Regions from separate parts of the Mus musculus genome. Here all the other regions are linked to region 2. The links are chromatin contacts, called in public promoter capture Hi-C maps. All regions are on one chromosome and are shown on one strand. The core of a region is the stretch at or near the end of the contact, and the rest is flanking DNA. Distances in the headings are between cores, read along the strand shown.

The links. Capture Hi-C pulls out chosen DNA fragments and counts their contacts.
Region 1: a promoter capture Hi-C map of liver shows a contact between it and region 2, with 3 times the contacts expected there. The contact joins the promoter of Iars here to the promoter of Tpmt in region 2. A contact is called at or near these places in 1 of 484 Hi-C or Micro-C datasets (CD4 T cells) and 1 of 9 other capture datasets (liver).
Region 3: a contact with region 2 is called in a promoter capture Hi-C map of adipose tissue. The contact joins the promoter of Cenpp here to the promoter of Tpmt in region 2. A contact is called at or near these places in 1 of 484 Hi-C or Micro-C datasets (CD4 T cells) and 1 of 9 other capture datasets (adipose tissue).

Annotation. Positions count from the first base shown.
Region 1 is chr13:49,680,322-49,683,478 of GRCm38.p6, reverse strand. It overlaps Iars (isoleucine-tRNA synthetase), which reads right to left and starts at 1,349. Exons shown (of 34, transcript NM_172015.3): 1 at 1,276-1,349.
Region 2 is chr13:47,041,418-47,044,619 of GRCm38.p6, reverse strand. It overlaps Tpmt (thiopurine methyltransferase), which reads left to right and starts at 1,403. Exons shown (of 9, transcript NM_016785.2): 1 at 1,403-1,516; 2 at 3,041-3,202. The coding sequence starts at 3,097. It overlaps Kdm1b (lysine (K)-specific demethylase 1B), which reads right to left and starts at 1,121. Exons shown (of 21, transcript NM_172262.3): 1 at 950-1,121.
Region 3 is chr13:49,650,965-49,654,025 of GRCm38.p6, reverse strand. It overlaps Cenpp (centromere protein P), which reads left to right and starts at 1,295. Exons shown (of 8, transcript NM_025495.3): 1 at 1,295-1,443. The coding sequence starts at 1,337. Nol8 (nucleolar protein 8) reads right to left here and starts at 948. Exons shown (of 17, transcript NM_001271397.1): 1 at 344-948. The coding sequence starts at 380.

The sequences.
Region 1 (3,157 bases), core at 100-2,599, 2.6 Mb before region 2:
ATTGTCACTCTGGGTGTCTCTTCAGAGGAACAAGTGACTAAGACATCATCATCATCAACAACAACAACAACAAAACACAAGCCAGTCAAACAGAAACGCCCCTCCACATCCACGGGGTACTGGATTCAGGATCTGTTGGAACACCCAAATACAAGGATGCTTAATTCTCTTATAAACATAGTATTAGCCTATAATTTACATGCATCTGCCGGTGTATTTTAACTAATCTTTACTTATCCTACCTAATACATTTAAATCCTAGATACACAATTGCTATACTATATTGCTTAGGAAATAATGACCAAGACATTACGTTTGTACACGTACAGTACATGTCACTACTACAGACCTAACCACATAGCATGAGCACTGGCTGGTTGAAAGCCCAGATGCAGAACTAGTAGTTAGAGAAGACCAACTCTATACTTTCTACCTATACACTGAGAAACAAAAGAGCAAGTCTCAGATACACTAGTTTGCATTCTGTGAGTTTCTCAATGATTTCGGCTTATTTCTCTAACACAGTAAAAAAGAGAACAAATTCATGAGGTTGAAAACGAAGTTATTCTCTCACATATTCATCACGCACACGTCCCAAGCCAAAATGACAACAACGACCCCCTCATCTTCTGTCCAGACAGGATAGATTTATATAAACCTTGGAGTATAATCTCTGCCCACCTTCAGTCCAAGCCTATAGGAGACCCGGATAAGTTATCTCTTCACACCTCCAAACCCCAATAGTTTGTTCTGTAGGGCCGCCAACAGTGAGCTTAAACTGCATTAGCAGATTCTGTGAGCCCAGGACAAGCGTGCAGCGCATAACCTACCTACCTTGGTACCGAGAGATAAGTACACGCGAATCCCAGCACAGTTGGGAGAAGCCCAGACTCCAGAAAGACTCCTAGGTTAGTTCTTTTAAAACACCTAACTTGGCAGTGACCTCAATCAGATTCCGATCTTCTCTCGGATACTATGTCACGCTGCATTCTCACAACTCCCTGCTCATAAGCCACCAAGGTCCCACTAAGTGAAGGGGGTACTTCTAAGGATCTCAGTCCTCCACCCAACGAGTCAGGCCAGAATCTGCGGGCAGCTCTGAGTTCTGCAATGTTACTCTCCCTCCACGAAAGCTCTCTGGAAATAGCTTTGTGCCCGCAGCTCACTCACAGTGAGAAGCAGCGTGCTCCTTTTTCACCGCCTCGTGCTGTCTGGAGGTTGTTACACGGGCGGGCCTCACTCTGCGGCCCAGAAGGACAAGAGGGTGCGGCTTACCTGGGAACCCGGAGAGCTCGCTCAGGTTGCAGCCTGCGACCACGTTCCGCGTCTGGAGGTGATGCAATACTGACAGTGCCAGGCTCAACCCCTCCGCGGCGCCCAATCAGCGTGTGCCATCCAACACCTACAAACAACACGTGTGGCGATTGGTCCGTGCATAACTGCAGAGCAGGATGGGAGCGTCCCTGCAAAGGAAGGAGAAGACGCTCCAGAGCCCTAACCCGGCAAGTCAGTGGCTACTCAATGTGGCAAAGTTTTTGCCTTCTAAGTCTTGGCCTATGAACGAGAGACACCCTTTCGTCCTGGGTCCATATGTCAGTACTCTCTCTCTCTCTCTTTTTTAAAAGGGTTTGTTTATTTGTACACAGTCTCCTGCCTGCATGTATTCGTTGTAAGCCAGAATGGTGAAAGCTTGGGGTTGAACTGGAGACCTCTGGAAGAGCAGCCAGTACTCCTAACCTCCGAGCCATCTCTCCAACCCCAGTATTCTTAAATATATGTCAATATATGTGAATATTATTAAATATATGTGAGTATATTTGAGATCTGGACATTTGACGCCATATAAAATTAGTTTAGACTCAGGGTCTCTTGTATCTCCTGCTGGCTCCGGAACTCCTAAGCAGCTAAGGAATGACCTTGAACTGCAGAACTTTCTGCCTCCACAATGGGAGTTACAGAAATGTTCCATCACGCCTGTTTTTATATGGTGCGGTGGATAAGCCGGCCATTTGTGCACCATAGCCACACACTGCCAACTGAGTTAGATTCCCAGCTGTGATGGCATCTAAAATTTATGCTACATATGAAACTTCTGACAAGTGACTCCCACAATTATTTTGGGAACAGTACATATTAACCTGGAGACTACTAACCATGTGGTAAATGGCAAGAGAAGGGAAGAGGGTCTGACAATAATCTGAACCCTTTATTGAATGTCATTGCAATGGTTCTTTTCATTTCAAAATTTTGCTTATGTATCATTACATATCTACTTAGTACCCTTCGGATCCGGCCTAGAACAAATGAGAACGTTGACACCAGTCTGTGAAAGTAAGTTTTGGCCTTGATAAATTGACAGCGTTAATTAGGTAAATAAGTGCCTATTTTATTAATGACAGAAAAACAAAAACAAAAAAACGGATTTGGCCTAAATGAAGTAGAAATCTCGGCGAGTTTTAGAACATTTTGATAACTGTTGAGTGTTTTATTCAACAGTTCTAGGCCCTATGGTGTCGAAAATTAGATGCAGTGTTTGCCTGTGCTTCTTGCTTTCTTAATTATGAGTATCCTTATTAACCAGAAATATTTGGAGTTTTTAAGCTTTGCATTCTTTAAATTGCCAATTGGTTCACCTCATGTTTATCCTCTGATCAGCGTGCAGAAATAGAACAAAGGTCCCTGCACAAAGTGAAAGAAACTTATGTACCCATAGGTAGTGTAGACTGGACCAGGCTGTTTAAAAATTGGATTGAGAAACACTATAAACTACTGTTGGGAAGTAAAGGAACAGTTCGTCTAGAAAATAGGTAATTAAAAAACTTTCGCTGGTCGTGGTAGTGCACGCCTTTAATCCCAGCACCCGGGAGGCAGAGGTAGGTGGATTTCTGAGTTCGAGGCCAGCCTGGTCTACAAATTGAGTTCCAGGACAGCCAGGGCTACACAGAGAAATCTGTCTCAAAAACAAACAAACAAACAAAAAAAAAAAAAACCAAAAAACAACAAAAACAAAACCAACCAACCAACCAACTCAAATCTAAAAACCTGTCAAGGTTGGGTGGTGCACACCTTTAATTTCCAATACTCAGGAGGCAGAGGCAGGCAGACTTCCGAGTTTGAGGCCAGCCTGGTCTACAGAGCCAGTTCCAGGAATCCTGGA
Region 2 (3,202 bases), core at 154-2,653:
CGGCAGATGCCCAAGGTATCCGCTACACCAGCGAACCTGACGGCGCCTCGCTGCCCAAGGTGGGGATCGCAACCTGGGATCCCTCCTCCTGGCCGCGGTGCTCCCACTGCCCCACACAGGAGCCCAGCGTGGGGTTTCTCCTCACCACCACAGAGCGGGAAGGGAAGCCTGGGCCCCTCCTACCAAGCTTTGGGGATTCCCGACCACCCTGAGTGGGGAAGGCAGTCTGGTGTCCCCCCTCCTGGCTGCGGGGTTTCCACGTCCCTGGTGGGAGCACAGTATAGGGTCCCTCCTTTTGGCTACGGGGTTCCCTGGTCCGCAAGTGGGACCGCAGCCTAGGGTCTCTCTTCGCGACTGGCGGGGGGTGGTTTCCACGGCCCCGAGTGGGAGCCCAGAGTGGGGTTCCCTCCTTTGGGCTAAGAGATTCCTACAGTGGGGTAACTCCTCTACGTTAAGGGGCTCCTACAGCTCCGGGTGGGAGCAGAGAAAGGGGTCCTGCCTCCATGTAGATGGGTTCCCTACAGCGCTGGGTGGAATCCCAGAGTAAGACCCCTCCTCCAGGCTGCGGGGTTCCCATAGCCCAGAGTGGAAATCCAGACTGGGGTCCTGTCCACCCGGTCCGCAGCTGGTGCCGGCGCCAGAGTGCCAGGTGCAGCCGCCGCCCAACTCACCTCCGCCCGGCCGAGGCGCAAGCAGCTCCCTGCAGGGTTCCAAGAGAGCGACGAGTGGGAAAGCCCGCGGCGCCGCAACCCCGCAGCCCAGCGCGGGAAGCCCCGGCTTGCACAGGGTCCCCCACGCCACCCCTTCCAAACGCGGGACGCCGGGGAGCCCCGGGGAACGCGCGCGCCTCCAGACCAGGCTCAACACACAGCCGGCCGCTTTGTGCGGAGCTGTCACCCGAAGCCCGCCGCCACCCCCAAGCGCGCCCGCGTGAGGCTCGAGTCCCTACCTCAGAGCGCTGGCCAGGGGGCGAATGCTGCCCTGGGCTGCACCGGGCTGCACCGGACGGCCTGATCCGCACTGCCAGCTGCAGCAGCTCGGCCGCCGCCGCTTCCGCCCCTATCACGCCGTGACCCGGAGTGGGAGGAGCGCACAGGCCCAGGGAGCAGGAGGGTCCCGGCGCTCGCCCCGCCCCGATGATTTCCGCCACTGCGCAATCTCGGCAGCTGCTAAGGGCGGGGCCCTACGCGTTCTGGGCGGAGACCTTGCTTCGGGGCGGGGCTTAGGTTTGAAGGTGGGGCCTGGGCGGCCTGGGTGGGGTCACAGGGTCCTGGGAGGGGCCTGCGCGCCCTGGGCGTGGTCTGCACGCTGGGCGGAGCCTGCGTGTCCTGGGCAGAGTTCTCACGCCCCGGGCAGGGCCTATAGGACCGGAGCCTGGATAATCTTTTCCGGGGTGGGATCAGACCACATTGGGCGGGGCCTTCGCCCCTGGGGCGGGGCCTGTGAGTCCTTGCACAGCTCCCGGCTTACAAAGGCGGGCTAGTGTCTGAGAGGTAAGCAGCTAGCTGCAGCCAAGGTAAGTAAGTTCTCAACCGGTAGTAAAGGCGGTCATCTGCTAAGACTGTGTGAGCCTGTTACAGCGTTTTTTCAGAATGGGGCTCCCGAAAAGCATGGATGACCCAGCTACTTGAGTCCCGAAAAGGGGTTCCGATAACCGCAGCAAAAACTGGGAATAAATGATCAGACTAGAAATGCTTTGAGTCCGATGTATTAAGTAGCCCCTTGCTTAGTGGTGTGTTTCAGATAACAATGTCCACGTGTAAAATACTGAGCCATCCTGGAGATTTGTGGACTTCAGTGAAGTTAGCTTTTCAGTTTAATGAAATTCAAAAATAAAACTAAAGCAGAACCCAAGCATTGTTGTGTACGAGGAAGCTGAGGCAGGAGGATCAGGGCGAGCTAGAGGTCAGCCTGTACTATATAGTGAGTTCTAGATAGACCCTCTGTTAAAAATGAAAAAAAAAAATCCTAGGCAGAAAAAGATGTTTTTTAGGTAGGCATATTGGACGTAAACGTTTGTTAGTGGGAGTTATTGCGGATCTGTCTTTTCTCAACCTTGTACTTTGCACCTTTATTGTTTTTAGAATTTTTTTTTTTCTCAAAAAATGATCAGTGAGCACCACTCTGAGGCGCTGTTACAACAGCTAAGTGGTTGTGTTTAACAGCCCCAGCTTCGGTGAGGTAGAGCTGGGTGGGCTAAAGATCTTTCTTCTGTGTTCAGGAGAGCCCTTGTTTCTGTAGGGCACCTTTGGGCATCACAGCTTCTGATAGAGAGTGGAGATGGGAGGAGAGCGATTCTCTTGCTTTTCTGTATCCACAATAATCCCATACTTCCCTCCGACCTCTCAGAATGCTGGACTCTGCCCCCTGACATGAGCATCAGGGAAAAGCCTTTTGTTAGCAAATACTTGGCTGTGAAGTGCATTTCCGTTCCCAGAGTTGATGGGGATGGTCCTTCTTTAATCCTAAGCACAGAAGCTAAATCATGCAACAACAGGACATTTCCTTACATTACTGCCTTTGTGACATGTTTGCTGGTTCACAGATTCAAGACATATGATCACCAATGATTTAAAGGGCAGGTTGGAACTGTGGAATTTTTTTTTAGTTTTTTTTTTTTTTTCCTTATATGAACGAATGTCTTGCCTGTATTGGATCCACTGCAACGGGGTTACAGACAGCCACGAGACACCTTGTGGTTTCTGGGAATTGCACTGGGTTCTTTTCAAGAACAACAAGTACTCTTAACTACTGCTGGGATTGAAGGCATGCTGCCATTCATATCTTATTTGTTTTTGAGAGAGTCCTGCTACGTAGCCCTGGATGGCCTGGAATCTACTATATAGATCATGTCGGCCTGGAATTTGCAATAACCCTCTTGCCTCTATCTCCCAAGTACTGGGGGCATGTGACGACTCTCCTGTCTTTAATGCTGATATGTGTTTTTAAAGCTATTGCCCTAGGTAGAGGGTTTTGTAGCGTTCATTAATAGAATCACAATGTTCCTGAATGACATCATTGTAGATGTCTTTCCACTTAGGCACTGGAGACACCAACCTCAGAGACAAAAATTGTCTACAACCCGTGGATGGTACCATGTCCCTTGATATGAAAGAGCACCCTGATGCTGAGGTACAAAAGAACCAAGTACTAACCCTGGAAGACTGGAAAGAGAAGTGGGTGACCCGTCACATCTCATTCC
Region 3 (3,061 bases), core at 46-2,545, 2.6 Mb before region 2:
TTTTTACCTTAACATATACTGGCAAAAATAGTAAGCTAACGGATAAAAATAGCTTCATCCTGGAGCTCCAGTCATAACAAAGTCTGCAATTACAATAGTATGGCAAAATACAAGTGTCCCCTAAGCGCTGTTAAATCACAAAGACGGCAACTTAAGTTATACCTAAAATATGTTTCCCCACTGTGTGCCTGTATTGTTCAAAGCAGTCTGAGTGGATCTCATCGGTCAGGGGAGTAGGAGCGGTTACGGCTTTTCCCAGTGCCACTTAGAAAACAGTAGTGGTGACAGCAAGGATCATAATGAAGTCTAATTTTGGAACCCGGAATTGTTAACACTGTCCTACCAAGATTGCTGGAAACGTTTTCCAGAGGTCGCTCCATCTCGTTTAGCTCTCGGCGGATGTTCAGCTCTTACTCAAACCTTTCTCAAAAGTTGGCTGTCTCCTTCCAAGCGAGATCACTAAATAGCGGCAGAAGCCCAAAGCAAAGGCCAGCACTCTGGGAAAAAAACCTACAGTGTACCCCTTCTTGGTAGCCACCGCCCCATCCTTCCAGCCCTGCCCTCTCTCTTCGAGAAGCCCCTAAGGAAGGAGAGGAGAGGCTAAGCCCAATAGCCCATCACTTCTCACGAGCAAACACTCTTCCTCAGGGCGCTTGTCCGACTCAGCTCAAGCCCGGCGTAGCACTTAACGTCTAATAACACGTGCCGGCAAGTGCATTTTCCTTTCCTTCCTACAAAGTTTCCAACCCAATCTCCTAAGGTTCCGTTATCCCGCAGTTCCAGAGGGCTCTTTATTTCCTCCGCCTTCGCTTTTACTGACGTTCTGTTAGTTCTCCTCCACGTTGTAAAACTGACAGAGTGTGAGAAAGAAAAATAAAAATCGGTAATTCCTACAGAAAAGACACTCCGCCGCGTGGTTCCTGATTTCCGGTTCAAGTAGGCGGAAGTGAAGAAGCGGAACCAAAATAAAGAGACTCCTTTCCTCGTGCTTCCGAGAATCCGCCCCCTTCGGTGACGTAAGAGCTCGGCTGGCCCAGTGGCCGTTAGACGGGATGGGCGGCCGTTGGAGGGTGACGTGCAATTTGGAACGAACCAACTCGCAGAGGCGGCGGGGGTGTCTAGACGCTCGACGCGACATTTCGCGGGCCGTCAGGCTCGGGAACGTCGTCCGAGGCCGTGGGCGTGGACGCGCGACTCCCGGCAGCCTCTCCCCCCGTGAGCTCGAGAGTGGTCCGTTCCAGGAGCGCGCGCGCTCCTTGAAGTCTCCTGGCTGCCCGAGGCGCCCAGACTGCCATTCTCCGGGCTACTTCACCTTCAGGGTTCCACGTCGGTAGCCATGGATTCCGAGACCCGCGAACTGCGCGCCCTGGAGGCGGAGGTCGCAGCGCTGCAGCGAGAGTGCAGAATGCTGCAAAACGCTGGGGAGAAGGCGTCCGGAGCCTGGTACGTGGCTCGGGTCCATCCCTCCCAGCCCATGCCCTGTAGCACCCCGCGGACCTCTCAACCTTATGACAGTTCTGGACTCCGACTCCCTCACCCCCCCAAGACCCATGCTCAAGAACGTGGTGGGAGACGTCCTGAAATGTGAACTTGAATCAGTGTTCTGGGAGAACGATGACCTCATGAGTGTGTGAACGCTGCGTTTGGGGCTTATGACTTGATTATAATCAGCAGAAAATAGTTTCCTTAAGGGTTGTTTTCGCCCAGTTGATGAGAATCAAAGGGAAAATCTGGCTTTTCTTTAAGCAGTCTTTGCCTTCGGGAGAACAGCATCTAGATAGCTGGTTTTGTTTTGTTTTGTTTTTCTGGGTTTGGAGACATTGTTACTCTGTAGGTCAGGAACTGGCTCAATTTGATTTCAAACTCAAGAGTCTTCTATTCCGCAGCCCCCAACTCCCACACACAGTGTTGGAGTTATTACCTGAGCCACCATACTTGCTCTTGTCTAGTTGGGATTCCCTCCTTACTCTGGTTTCATGGATTTGTTTTTGTGACTCATCTAACGATGTAGTTAAGGGGCCCTGACCTTTTTTTTTTTTTTTTTTTTTTTTTTTTTTTTTTCTGCATTATGTTAGAAACATAAGGGTTGGGGGTATATAGCCCCAGGGCAGGGCAGCCTAGCATGGTCAAATTGGTATATATGGCTAATGCCTTCTATAGGAAACTGTGATAGTCTTCTGATTAGTTACTATTGTTAAGCCTTATTTAAAGGTAGTTGATCTGAGTGTTAAATAGTTAAATAGCTTGCCTAAGGTCCTAGAGAAATCCAAAGCCCAAGCATTGCCCATTCAAAGAGAGAAGGAAGGCTAGAACTAGCAGTAACTTAGTATCTTAAACATGGAAAAAAAATACCTTTTTTATTAGGTGTAATTTGGAACAGGTTCAGAGAACCTTAGTGCAGGAAACAAATTCTAAAGAAAGAGAACGTTGTTAACTGTTGAAAGAAAGAGGGAGATGTGTGTGTGGCCTCCAGCTGTGCATGCTCTTCACAGCAAGAATGGAGATGCCTGCTGCTGATTCAGGGATGGCCCACAGACTGGAAGCATTAAGATTAGAGTTGGGGAGCCTGCCAGGCTGACTCCATCCCTACTTACCGAGTTTAGAATTTATATTTTATCAACACAGCCTGCCCCTGAACTTTTGAAAAGTTCTTTGTCAGACCATGGGAAAATAGTTTCTTAACCCACCAGAAGATGTCATTGTAAGCCCAGTATGGTATAGTAGATTGGTTATGGAATCTGGGACTCCTCGGTAATGGAACTGAAAAGTTAAGAGTCCAGATTAGGGAATACATTAAATGTCAATCCAAAATGTGTAGATTTAATGATTTTTTTTCTCATTTTGAAGGAAGATTGAGACCTGTTTCCTGAGCTACTTAATTTATTATTATTATTATTATTCCATTTGTATGCTATAACATATTTATGGAGGTCAGAGATTGAATAGACATGTCCAAGTGACAGTTCTTTCCCTCCAGTGGCAATAGAACTACAGGTTTGTGCAGCAAGTACTTTTGCCTGCAGAGCCATCTTATTGATTCTCCAAGATACTTTTAAAATGA